3 separate regions of the Sus scrofa genome follow, and regions 1 and 3 are each linked to region 2. A link is a contact called in public Hi-C and HiChIP or PLAC-seq data. All regions are on one chromosome and are shown on one strand. The core of a region is the stretch at or near the end of the contact, and the rest is flanking DNA. Distances in the headings are between cores, read along the strand shown. Region 1 holds the start of LOC100621626 (carbonic anhydrase 5B, mitochondrial). Region 2 holds the start of PIGA (phosphatidylinositol N-acetylglucosaminyltransferase subunit A). Region 3 holds the start of FANCB (Fanconi anemia group B protein).

Region 1 (4,299 bases), core at 741-3,240, 340 kb before region 2:
GAAAGCCTTATAAAGTTGAAAAGTTTTCATTTCCAAAATATTCAAGAACAGTGTAGTTCCTTATCAGGGTGAACTATGGTGCACTGCGGTCCTCAGTGCAGGCTGAGAACACAGACCCCTCTGACGGATGTGCAGGGTTAGCTTATGGTAGTGTGTGGAGCAGCTTCTTTCACCAGAAATTTCTGACTTCTCTCCTATTCCAGCAAGACCTTCAAACAGCAGAGTGATGGCCACACTGTCAGCAAAAGGATGAAGAAGAAAGAGAAAGCAATGGGGTTTACAGTGGTTGACAAAGAATTGAGTTCTAACCAAAATAAAATGTACACATCTTCATTATCTCCCCATATTTTTCAAGCTTCCTCAGCAAAAATAAATGCTAGGGAACTACACATTAATAATAACGACTTCCCAGCATCCTCAAAGCTGTAACTTTTATTTTTTAATTCATGCCAGAAAGAATCACAACCACTAACAACGTTATTTTGTAAGTTCTTCCCCCCTCTAGTTCTGGGCTGGGGTACAAAAGGAAAAGGAAAGGAAAAATAACCGAGGAGGAGAGAAGGCTCAGATGTGTCCACACGACACGGCGCTGATCCCTTGCCCTGGGGTTGGTTGCGAGTCCGTCCGTAGCCCTTGGCATAGCCAGGGAAAAGGTCAACAATGCAGATCGTAGTGAATGCCAGCTTGCTGTGCCCCGGTTTCTAAAACCGCAAGTCCCCCACTTCCAAAATTCTCTAACAGCTGCTCTACCGTTAAATGCACAAAACCCGGACGCGGTGTGGTTTTCTGAAGACCTCATAGCGGAGGAAAAGGGTTGAGAGTAGGAAAGGAGCAATTCCCTGCCTCTTCCCCCACATCCTGGCGGGACCAACACCTGTCCTCGTTCCAGGGCCCAGTGCAGCACCTGGTCGTGTGCAGGAGGGTGCCTGTTCTCTTTGCTAGGCTAGGTTCCCCTGCTGTCCACGCTCCATATCGCGATCCGACCTTACCAGAATGTTTAGCTGACCGTAAACCCCTCTGTTAGCTACCAGAAGCGGCTAATGTGCGCGGCCATATTGAACACGCCCCTCGTCCCGCCCCTTACGTCACACGTCATATACGCAATCACGTCACGCCTTCGTTCGCCCGGCCCACGTCCTGACAAAGCCTGAAGTACTGCTCCGGCAAAACTCCCCGCGTCGGAACCCGAACTTGTTTTCCGACGAGCCAGGGTCCGGGTCTGCGCCTGCCCTCCGCCCCAACTACGTCTGTGCTGCCATGGCTGCGGGCATCCCGCTCCACTCAAGCGCCTGCGCGCTAACTTGGTCCCGCCCCTGGCCTCCGCTCAGGCCCATCCCTACTTGGAGCTGGGCCATCTTTGTCGAACCCCCTGAGTGCAGCAAAGCCACACCCCCAGGGACGCGCCGCGTCCCCACGTTCAAGGTACGTTCTTACGCTGCACCTACACAGGGCCGTCCTTTTTGTTACGTCACTCGCGTCCCCTACACTACCCCTGGGACCGCCTTTCCATCGGCGTCCACGCCCCTGGACCCTTCTTCCTTGCGCTTTCCCCTTATCCTCCGGGCCACACTCCTTGCGCAGACCCCAAGCTCCTCCCTTGTGTCCCTCTCTTGGCTTTCCACTCTGGTAATTCCTCCGTTCTCTGCCAGAGCTCCCCGCTCCCGCAATCTCGACCGAATCTGCCTTGCCCTTACGGGCAGCTGCGCCACGCTCTTCACGGCCTAAGTCCCACAATTTCAGGGCTTACCGCTTGGCTCGGCCTAGGCCACGCCCCTCTCGACGTTTGCCGTCGCTGACGCTCCTTCCCACGGTGTCCAGGCCCCGCCCCTCAGTCCTGGGCCCCATTTTTTCTCTTCTAAGTTCTCCTCTCCTTTGTCTTGGCCAATCCCAGCGCTCAGCGCACACCCCACCTTAAGATCTTGAGATCCTTGTTGGGCACCCTCACTCCGCGCGTGCGCATTTCCCTACACTTCCGTCACGGCTGCTCACCGCATTCTCAGACCATCCACTTGTAGTTGCACACTGGCCAGGTCCACGCCTCCTGCTCTCCCTCTGCAGGCGGAGCCTGGTCCTGGGAAGCCGGAGTGGAACAGCCAGGGCCCACGAATTTCCCGAACTAAGTCGCCCAGGTCTCAGAGCTAGATGTCAGAGCCATTTATAGAGTGAAACAAGCCTGCATATATCTGATCCCCGTCTAAAAACAGTCTTTCTTCATATTTTTCCCAGTTCCAAACACCACATCTCTAGGAGCAGAAACCAGATAGGAAACATAACTGAGGACCAACTGGAACTGTGTTCCTACCAGCTCCTCAGCTGACTTTAAATGCTAGCTGGCTGCACGCAGTAAGCACACCCTTCTACTTCCTGATGTCGCCTTCACACGACTTTTCCTAGGCACCTAGTGCCCTCCTGCAGTCTAGGGCCTGTGGAGACAACAACACCACACTTAAGATCTCTGCCCCTTGCTCCGAGATTAATCTTCTTTACTTCATTTACAATTCTGGGTCCACAGGAAAAATGTGAGGAGGTTATTATTACCAGCTTTTTTTTCCTGTCCAAAAGTCTCTGAATGGCACTCCTAGGGAAAGGGCCCTTTCCATGAGCCATTTAGTTATTCATTGAAATCCTGTTTATGGAGTACTGTGTTCCAGTGACAGAGCAAACCTAAAGGAGTTTTGTTTTTTTTAAATCATCTTTATTCTCAAACACAAAAAAAGAAATGCCAAAACAAAAACTCCTGGAAAAGTTAAAAATGAAGCAAAAGAAAAAAAAGTAAATATTCACTGAAAGAAAGCTGGTATATTAATATTCATATCAGACAAATAAAAGAATAAGCATTAAAAGAAAAAGACTATCTACTGATAAACAATCCGACAGAAGAAAAAGCGTCAACATGTATGTACCAAAAACATTGCCTAAAATATGTAAATATAATATGTAAAACAAATATGTAACAAACATGTTCAGACTCGCAGGGACAAATTCACAATTTTTCCTTAAAATCCATAATACTTTAATCCTCCCCTCTTAGAAAATAGTAGCTAAATCTGACAGAATTAGTAAAGAATATTTACCAAGGAAACTTTTTTGTTTTTTTCTATTTTATTTTTAAAATTTGTTTAATGATTTTAATTTTTTCCATCATAGCTGATTTACAGTGTTCTGTCAATTTTCTACTTACTGTACAGCAAGGTGACCCAGTCACACATACATGTATACATTCTTTTTGTCATATTATCATGCTCCATCATAAGTGATTAGATAGAGTTCCCAGTGCTATACAGCAGGATCTCATTGTTTATCCATTCCAAAGGCAATAGTTTGCATGTGTGAACCCCATATTCCTGGTCCATCCCACTCCCTCCCCCTTGACAACCACAAATCTGTTTTCCATGTCCATGAGTTTCTTTTCTGTGGAAAGGTCATTTGTGCTGTGTATTAGATTCCGGATATGAGTGATATCATATGGTATTTGTCTTTCTCTTTCTGACTTAATTCACTTCATATGAGTCTCTAGCTCCATTCATGTTGCTGGCATTATTTTGTTCTTTTTTATGGCCGAGTAGTATTCCATTGTGTATATATACACCACATCTTCTTAATCCATTCATCTGGCGATGGACATTTGGGTTGTTTCCATGTCTTGGCTGTTGTGAATAGTGCTGCAGTGAATATACAGGTGCATGTATCTTTCTTAAAGAAAGTTTTTTCTGGGTATATGCCCAAGAATGGGATTGCTGGGTCATAGTTCTAGATTTAGTTTTCTGAAGTACCTCCATCCTGTTTTCCATAGAGGTTGTGCCAATTTATATTCCCACCAACAGTGTAGGAGGGTTCCCTTTTCTCCACACCCTCTCCAGCATTTGTTACTTGTGGACTTATTAACAATGGCCATTCTGACAGATGTGAGGTGTGGTACCTTATAGTAGTTTTGATTCGCAGTTCTCTAATAATCAGTGCTGTTGAGCATTTTTTCATGTGCTTGTTGGCTGTCTGTATATCTTCTCTGAAGAAATGTCTATTCAGATCTTTTGACCATTTTTCCATTGGGTTGTTGGCTTTTTTGCTGTTGAGTTGTATAAGTTGTTTGTATATTTTAGACATTAAGCCCTTGTCTGTTGCATCGTTTGAAACTATTTTCTCCCATTCCATAGGTTGTCTTTTTGTTGTTGTTTTTTATGGTTTCCTTTGCTGTGCAAAAGCTTGTCCATTTGATTAGGTCCCATTGGTTTATTTTTACTTTTATTTCTGTTGCCTTGGGAGACCTAAAAACACATTTGTAAGGTTGATGTCAGAGAA
Region 2 (4,032 bases), core at 589-3,088:
TTTTTTTGAAGTATTGGCATCAGGATCTTACAAGATTCATGGTGGAATTTCAAGTGTGTGTTGTGATCAGAATTATGGCAGAGACAAACCAGGGGCTCAGTAAATGAGGCTTAACTCTCATTTATACCCTCCAGAATTTCAGCCCATATTCTTTATCTTAAGACCTATTGCAAAGATGAAAAGGAGACCAAAGCAATGCTGTACCATCTGGTAGTGGTTGTTTCCACCTGTGAAGCCAACTGCAAATTAATAAGCTTGAATAAGTATTCTTGAGCCTAAATCATCTTTATTCTCTGATGCATCAATATTAACACAGGGCAGAGTATCTATTCCCACTTGAGCCTTACTCATTAAAGTTAACTCATTAATACACTTCAAATACTACAACCAAAATGCTCTTTTATTTATATCAGTATGCTGTAATTTTTACAAGGTACACCCCTTGAATTTTTTTCAATACATTTAATTGGGTATATGTATCAGGAATTGTGCAGGTACTGAATAAATTCATTAACACAACAAAAACTTATTTGGTGTCTATTACCAGGAACAGATCCTGCTTCAGCTTACTCTCTGGCTGGGAGGGCAGACATTTAACAAGGAAATACAACTGCCAATTTTCAGAAAGAGGTACATGTGAGATCCCAAGAAGACAGAAGTCTCCAAGGATTACGTTGAGGCAGAAGGGGGGTGGGGTAGTGGGGGTGTGGGTGGCGGTGCAGCAGCCAGGCAAACAAGTTGAATCATCTCTTGATGAATGCTTTACTAGCATATGGCCAAAGTACTATCAAAATATAAAAGAGGGAGGATTTAATTCTCTCTGGAGGTTTGGGGAAGGCATCACAAAGGAGCTGGAATTTTCAGGGATGAATAGGCTTTCTACAGGCTTAAAATGGGTGCTGGAAGCTGTGGTTGATGGTGCTCAGAAAGGCATTTGCTTGACCGGGGAACTCCGTGTACCAACTGTGAGGGGGTGGATAACCACCAGACCACTCCCATTTATTCATTACCCTCTTGGCCAAGCACCATGATAGCCAGTAGAACCAGTTTGAACAGGAGTTGATACTTCAGGCCAGACCTCAGATTTTTTCTCCAGAGTGGAGAGTTGCCAGAAAAAATACAGGATGCCCAGTTAAATTTGAATTTCAGATAAACGACGAATAATTTTTTAGTAAAGTCCCCGATACTAGGGACATAACATAAAAAATTATTTATCTGATATTCAAATTATTTAAAAAATTGACCTGACATTTGTGTATCTTTATTACCTCAGGCAATTCTACCAGAGGGGTAAGAACCTGGGGAATCGGCTGTGGCACAGATAATAACAAAACGCCACCACGACTCCGACTTTCTGTAGCCTTCTCAGCCAAAAGTCTGAATTGGAAGCCACAGAGAACAGGTTTCCAAAATGAGACGCTGTAACTAGGCAACCAAGGCACCAAACCCACCCGTCCGCAAGATCCGCGTTTAGAAGTGCGGTGCATCCTGGGAATGAGTTTTCTAAGTTCGGATTCGCCTCCGGAGGCGACGGGACTACAACTCCCAGGAGCGCGGAAGGGTCCTGTGAAGCACGCTGGGAGTGCCGGTTTTACTCCGTCGAAGGGTCCTGGTGGGCTGGCTCCTTGTTTAGCAAGAGGCCAAGGCCAATTTTGAGAAAATCTCAACATTAAGAATTCATATAAAAGGTTAAACAGAGGATTACTGCTTTCCATCGAAAGAAAACTAGTCTTCCGGAACATCGTGGCGATATGTGCACGCGCGCGCTGACGTTGCAACCCGCGCTGACGGGTGGGGAACTGAGCGTCTCTCCTGCACGTGACCCCAGCGCCTCTTCGTGATTGGTCCTCTCGGGGGCGCGGCGCTCGGGCGCGGACGCCCCGGATTGGTGCTTCGGGGCAGCGGGGTGGGACTCCGGCTGCAGCCGCGGGAGGTCCGGACACTGGCGGCCATGGGACTAGCCGGTAAGTGCGCGTTTGACCTCCCCGGGCTAGCCACTGTCTGCCTCTTTTAGCTGGGACTGAACTGCCCCCAGGAGAGCGTGGCCCACGATGGAGTGGGCGAAGCCGACCCGGTGTAAGGCTCGGAAGTGGGGACCGAGGGTCTTCGGAGTCGAGTGGGGATGAGGGTGCGCTTCGGCGGCCGCGCTGTAGCCGGTTCTGCGACGGTTAACGCGGGCAGAGCGAACGGCTCCGGGACCGCCGGCCTCAACCTTTTGCCCACTCTCTGGCCCTTTTCCTCTTGGGGCCTGGCGAGACCCCGCCTGACTCTGACGGGATCGCTGACTGAGTCGTTTCGTCCCTTCTTTGGCCCTGGCGCTGCCCAGCAACCGCTCAGTGAGTGAAGCCGGGACGGTTCCCTGGGGGTGGGTGAGAGCCCCTTCGCCTAGATTCCGAGGCTCCACCAGGTTTAAGGCTCCTCAGGACTCTCTGCTCCTCAGGACTGTTCAGGGACTCGGTGGCCGTGGCCGTATTTATGACCATCTCGCATTTGCCGCTTAAGTGGCCGGGTGGGGACCTCGGACAAATCGCTCAACTTGTGTGACTTCTCATTTGTAAAATAAGAGCTATCCAGTAGCTCTTTAAGCCTCTCTTCAGCTTTAAAACCTTAAGGTTCTGTGACTGTGACGTTTGTTGGGCTTTTACGCCGTGATGTTAGGCTGATTTCCTCACAAGATATTGCGGATTAATGACAGAACTTTAAATGATTTCATTTGGTTCTTTATTAACTGCTTTCATTATCGCTCATCTTTTAAAATTAAATGGAACTGGAAATTCGGGATTAGGTGACAAACCACAGAGGACGACTTAAAAGTGCAGACTTGAAGAGTGTCATGATTTGGTAGTAGTGAATCTCAATTAGTATTCAGGTCAACAAACACATAATGGAGTGTTTCTAAGACTATTTTTAAAGTAAAGATGACTGTTAATTTGCTTTTTTTGAGTTTGTGGTGAAATCGGAAACTCAGGTTCTAAGGATGGCTTCCCATTGAATAGTTGAGTTTCTGGAAGCATGGAAATCTCAACGTGTAAAGCTGAGGAAGAGTTTCACTCACTTTCCAAGCCTCTCTTTAGCTTTAAACAGCTAAGCATTGATAATCATACTGAATATTGAGCGTCCATTTTGTGCTGATGATCTTGGGAACCCCTGAGCTGAACATCTACTTTAGATGGAGAAAATGGCCCCAGGTCCCTCCCTTTGCATCTCTAGATCAGATTCCAGACGGAAGGGAGGGACGCTCCTGGAGGCAAAACCAAAATAACAAAGGTTAAGAAAATGGAGGGAGCGGCTTGATGTCATCATTCTTGAATAAGGAAGGAGAATGTGGAGGTCTGCGGCGGCGCTGCAGGTGACACTTTAAAAAGCTGCTCTCTGGAGTTCCCGTCACGGCTCAGTGGAAACGAATCTGCCTAGCATCCATGAGGACACAGGTTTGATCCCTGACCTTGCTCAGTGGGTTAAGGATCCAGTGTTGCTGTGAGCTGTGGTGTAGGTCGTAAAGGCAGCTCGGATCCCACGTGGCTGTGGATGTGGCCAGCAGCTGCAGCTCCGATTCGCCCCCAAGCCTGGGAACATCCATGTGTCGTGTGTGCGGCCCTAAAAAGACAAAAAAAAAAAAAAAAAAAAAGCTGCTCTAAAAGACCGTTCTAGGCGTTCATGCTGTGGCACAGTGGATTAAGAATCCAACTTCTGTGGCTTGGGTGGCTATGCAGGTGCGGGTTCCATCCAGGCCCGGCCTAGTGGGTTAAAGGATTCCGCATAGGTCCAGCCACGGCTCATATTCAGTCCCTGACCAGAGAACTTCTATATACCATGGGTGCAGCCATTAAAAAAAAAAAAAGAACAAGAAAGTTCTAACTCCAGGTATATCTTAGTATAAGCCACAGAATTTATACTAGCAGAACTTGAGATTCATTGAGTCGGTGGCTAAGCTCTAGAATGAGCTTCACAAACTTTTCCTGTAAAGAGCTATGTATTTAATTATTAGAATGTACTGGTTTGTTAGCATGGCAAATTATTATATAATGTGGT
Region 3 (4,258 bases), core at 1,287-3,786, 480 kb after region 2:
TAAGAGCTGGAAAGGAGACAAGACAGGGAGGCTATTTAATAATTGGCAAAGGCCTCTCTGACACATTTAAACCAAGATGGAAAAGAAAAGGAGAACCTGGCTGTGCTCACTACCTGTCAAGAGCCTTCTAGGCAGAGAGAAGTGGAGAGGTTCGGAGAAGGAAAGCGACTCCGTCTGTTTGAAGAGCATCAAAGAAACAGTGTGGCTGGTCATGTTTTTCCAACTGTGGGTCATGTTTGTAGGTTGTAATGTCAATTTTGTGGGTCACTGTATCGGGGGCCATAGGTTTCCAGCCTAAGTATTCCTTAATGAACTTTTGCTTCGGTCACGTATGCATGTGAGCGTGTACTTGGTTGCAATGTATAACATGTTTCTTACTGTAGGCGGTGGCGAAAAGTGTACCAAGCAAGAAGAGTAGCAACAAGTGAGGATGGAGGGGTGGGCATGGCCTTGCACTGTAAGCCACCATAAAGAACTGGGATTTTTATTCTAGACACAGTGGCAAGGTACGACAGGGGTTTGTTCAAGCTGAGAAGTGACAATTTAATTAGACATGATGGTGTTACCAAAAGATTTCTACAGTGAATTCGCCAGCCCTGGCCTAGCCACTAACACCAGGGACTTGGAGCAAATCACTTAATCTCTCTAGACCTTACTTTTCTCACTGGAAAACTGAGAAGGCTGGACCAATGAGACCTTTAAGATCTTACCTACTGCTCAATTTCTGACTCTATTCTGCTTCCTCCGTTGGGCACAAGTAAGTAACTCTTGGGGAGCACACTAGCTCAAGTTCTGGGTCACTTCTTAAAATATTATAAACCTTGCAGCTATGAGAGTTACATTTCTATAGAACATACCTCCAGAATTCTGTCTTTCCTGGAAGTAGTTATATTATTAGAAATGAGATCTCTGGGCTAAAAGTGAACAGAGTGCTTTTGCAACTCTCTGGTACAATGTTTGGGACGTGAAGAAAACTGACAGGGAGGGATTAAAAGACTTACCAAGTTATTCGGAACAGATTTCTTTATTTGTTCTAGGTCATCAACTGACATGTAATCTAGGGCAGTCTCAGGTTTCAGGGAACCTCTGCTCAGCACTAGAGTCAAGATATGGAAACTGGACTCCTTGCACAGGAACCAAAACGACTACTGAGGCAAAATACTGAGAGCCTACTATGTGCTAAGCCTGTGCCACACACTTTGATATATGCTTCTGTTTAATCTGCCTAACCTAATGATCTGAATTTCACAGATAGGGAATCAGGGGCTCAGGAAAGACAAGCAAGCTATTAAGTGGTTAGACTATTTACTCCATATTTATAATAAATTATCCTGCATGGTTTTCAAAATTACCATACAAGGATGAAATCAACACTTAAATATCCGACAACTCAGGTATCTATGACATCAGGACACGGAACGTTCACCTAAGAAATCAATTCTGGACACCCAGATACTTTGCTAGGTACAGTGTGGGATGAAAAGATAAGAACTAGTTCCAGCACAGGCAGGCCTACTTTGTGGATAGCGTGCTGGGTTGTATGAAGTGCAATTAAGCAAAATATCCAAGGAATCTGGATCCCCAATTAAGTACACGTGAATAGTATTACGGCCATTTTCAGGTTCATTTTCTCGATTTTTGCTGGTGAAAGGTCAGCAGAGGAAACGTGGACTGCGCAATGTCAAGTGTCCTGCAAGTTCCAGAAACTCCAGAGGCTAGAAACACAAATTTCCAACTTGCATTAACCCTTTAGGAAGCAATGGGCGTATCAGTTGCCCAATCAGTATACGTGCCATATTACAGAGAAAAAAACTTGGAAACGTTTACCGCACGGTCCCCCGTGAGGACCGAAATGGTCCCTAACGCCTCCCACGGAGACACCCTCAAACATCCCCAGCAAAGTTGGGGACGCTCACTGCACACCTGCCTTAACGCCGAGAACTCACCTGCCACATACTCAGCTTCGAACCTCCGTCGGACGTCAGCGATGAGCTTGGGTTTATTCTGGGCTTGGTACTAGAAGGGAGACACGAAAAAACGCTCGGACACCACGCGCACCACCCCACTTCCCTTCAGCCCAGCCCACCTGCACCTGGGCGCGCGGCCCCCGGGCCTCAGAGGCGGCTTCCGGATCCGCTTTGGGGAGGGGGGGCGGCAGCACACGGTGCGGTCTGCTCCTCACCTCGGCCATGGTTGCGCTCGCGGACGTGATCGCAGCTGCCGTCACCGCTTCCACAGCTGAGATCCAAATATCTCATCACTAGCCAAGCCGGCCCGTAGGTAGAAGGAAGGGCGGGACGTGGAGGCGGTCGCGTGACAAGGGAAGGCGGGCGGAAGCACCGCCACGCCGCCCAATCCAGTGCGGCCGCCTGGGTCTGCAGGCGGTACCAGGCCCTCAGCGTGGCTTTCCATTCGCTTCTCTTTCGGTCCCCACCCCGCGACCGTCAGCCGGCGGATCGCGGGCGCTTCCCCAGCCAAGCTCCGCCCGTGCGAGCTCCGTCTGCCATTCGTTTTCACAACATTCCCCGGAGGCCCCGCCTCCTCGGCCTCCCTTGGCAACCGTGCTCTGGGCTGTAGGGCAGGCTCCGCCTCCTCCGCGCAGGACGCAGCCTCGGGCCTGGGCCTCCCAAGATGCAGCGCGCGGGCGGGAGGTTTGGAGCTTCCTTACTTGGTGCTTGTTTGCGGCGTCGGGGACGCGGCGGCTGCGGGACGCGGGACCTCCAGCTCAGAGGTAGACTCGGCGGTGTGTGCCCTGACCTGACCTTCAACGAGGGGGTGGCGGGGCTGGGTTTGCTCTCCTAGTCCCTTCGTTACGGAAGAGCGGGAAGGAAGTGGGCGTCCCGGGGCCTGTGCTCGTCATTCTCTGGAAGGATAGCTAGATACCAAGTGCTTGCTCTATTGGGGGATTTTTTCGCTTGAAAGTTTCTTCACCTCTGCAGCGTCTTTCCCGCTTGGAGTGTGAGATATTTAACAAAGGATGTGTCTTCGAAATCTTTAAGACAGATATATAAAGGTCAAAGTTAGAAAGCGTCTGTCAGTTTATTAATGTAGTTCTCAACCAGGGCGATTTTGTCTCCCAGGGAACTTTTGGCAGCATCTGGAGACCTTTTTGGTTGTCGCAGCTGAAAACTACAAAGAAATTATAAGAAGAAAAGAACAATCCCCGTATTCTCACCATCCATAGTCAGCCATGGTGGACACTTGAGCTTTGCCCCAAACGTTTTTTATATTTGACTTTTTATGGGGAGAAAAGCCACTTTGTTTAAAAAGTATTTGAACACATCCCTGAAATAGTATTTCAGACATAGCTACAGTCTTTATCTGGCTCCACTGCCCAATGGTGATATTCTCTTCTCCACACTAATCAGAGCTTGTTTGTATTGGTTTAAGAACCTCTAAATTGAATCTTAGTTTTACTTGTTTTCAGGTCATTTCTTTCTGAGAAAAGAAAGTTACCACTTATTTCATAGGCTTAAAGGTTTATCTTATGAACATATGCTAAGAACTTTAAAAATGTATCCTCAATATAAAATAAAACATGTGAATGCAATAAGCTTTGAGATTACAAAAAGCTTGAGGTAAAAATTTATAAATTAATATATTAATTGCTTCTAATTTTTAACTCCAAAGATGGCCCATTTAAAATAACTTGCATTGGAGTTCCTGTTGTGGCTCAGCAGTTAATGGACCAGACTAGTATCCATGAGGACGTGAGTTTGATCCCTGGCCTCGCTCAGTGGTTTAAGGATCTGGTATTGCCGTGGCTGTGGTGTAGACCCACAGCTACAGCTCCCATTTGACCCCTAGCCTGGAAACTTCCATGTGCCTCAGGTGCGGCCCTAAAAAGACAAAAAACAAAACAAACAAAAAACCTTACATTGAAAATGTGCATGTTTTACAATACTGTTTCAAAATTTGAAAAATGACCTTTCATGTAACAGCTATTTATGTCTTTTAGTCTATTTGAGTTTATGTCCATGAGAATGTTGTTTGCATAGAGCTCATGCTAAAAGCATGTTGGGTCAAGATTATACTAGGACTTTGAATGCCGTGCCAAGCTTTATAGCAATGGTTTGCAACCTTTTATCTCTACATTATTGGTCATCCATCATCCATATATTCAATATACATTGTTTAGTGTCTGTCTTTCCAGGTTCAGGGATCATAGATCTGTCGGAAGTTGATGGGGGGTAGGTAGGTGCATGAAAAACTTTTGAATTAGGGAACAGAGATCAAGTTTGTGTTTTAGAACAGTAAC

What was found. Hi-C and Micro-C count contacts between places; a contact is called where the count stands out from the background. HiChIP or PLAC-seq counts read pairs in DNA pulled down with a chosen protein or histone mark.
Region 1: an H3K27ac HiChIP or PLAC-seq map of alveolar macrophages shows a contact between it and region 2. The contact joins the promoter of LOC100621626 here to the promoter of PIGA in region 2. A contact is called at or near these places in 1 of 5 promoter capture datasets (fetal liver) and 1 of 2 datasets of contacts at active chromatin or transcription factors (alveolar macrophages).
Region 3: a contact with region 2 is called in a Hi-C map of embryonic fibroblasts, with 2.8 times the contacts expected there. The contact joins the promoter of FANCB here to the promoter of PIGA in region 2. A contact is called at or near these places in 2 of 5 promoter capture datasets (fetal liver and liver), 1 of 47 Hi-C or Micro-C datasets (embryonic fibroblasts) and 1 of 2 datasets of contacts at active chromatin or transcription factors (alveolar macrophages).

What each region holds. Positions count from the first base shown.
Region 1 is chrX:12,221,816-12,226,114 of Sscrofa11.1, reverse strand. LOC100621626 (carbonic anhydrase 5B, mitochondrial) reads right to left here and starts at 1,990. Exons shown (of 6, transcript XR_002340663.1): 1 at 1,748-1,990.
Region 2 is chrX:11,884,325-11,888,356 of Sscrofa11.1, reverse strand. It overlaps PIGA (phosphatidylinositol N-acetylglucosaminyltransferase subunit A), which reads left to right and starts at 1,838. Exons shown (of 5, transcript XM_013985923.2): 1 at 1,838-1,964. The coding sequence starts at 1,952.
Region 3 is chrX:11,407,236-11,411,493 of Sscrofa11.1, reverse strand. FANCB (Fanconi anemia group B protein) reads left to right here and starts at 2,536. Exons shown (of 9, transcript XM_021080514.1): 1 at 2,536-2,731. MOSPD2 (motile sperm domain containing 2) reads right to left here and starts at 2,304. Exons shown (of 15, transcript NM_001195355.1): 1 at 2,183-2,304; 2 at 1,947-2,016. The coding sequence starts at 2,191.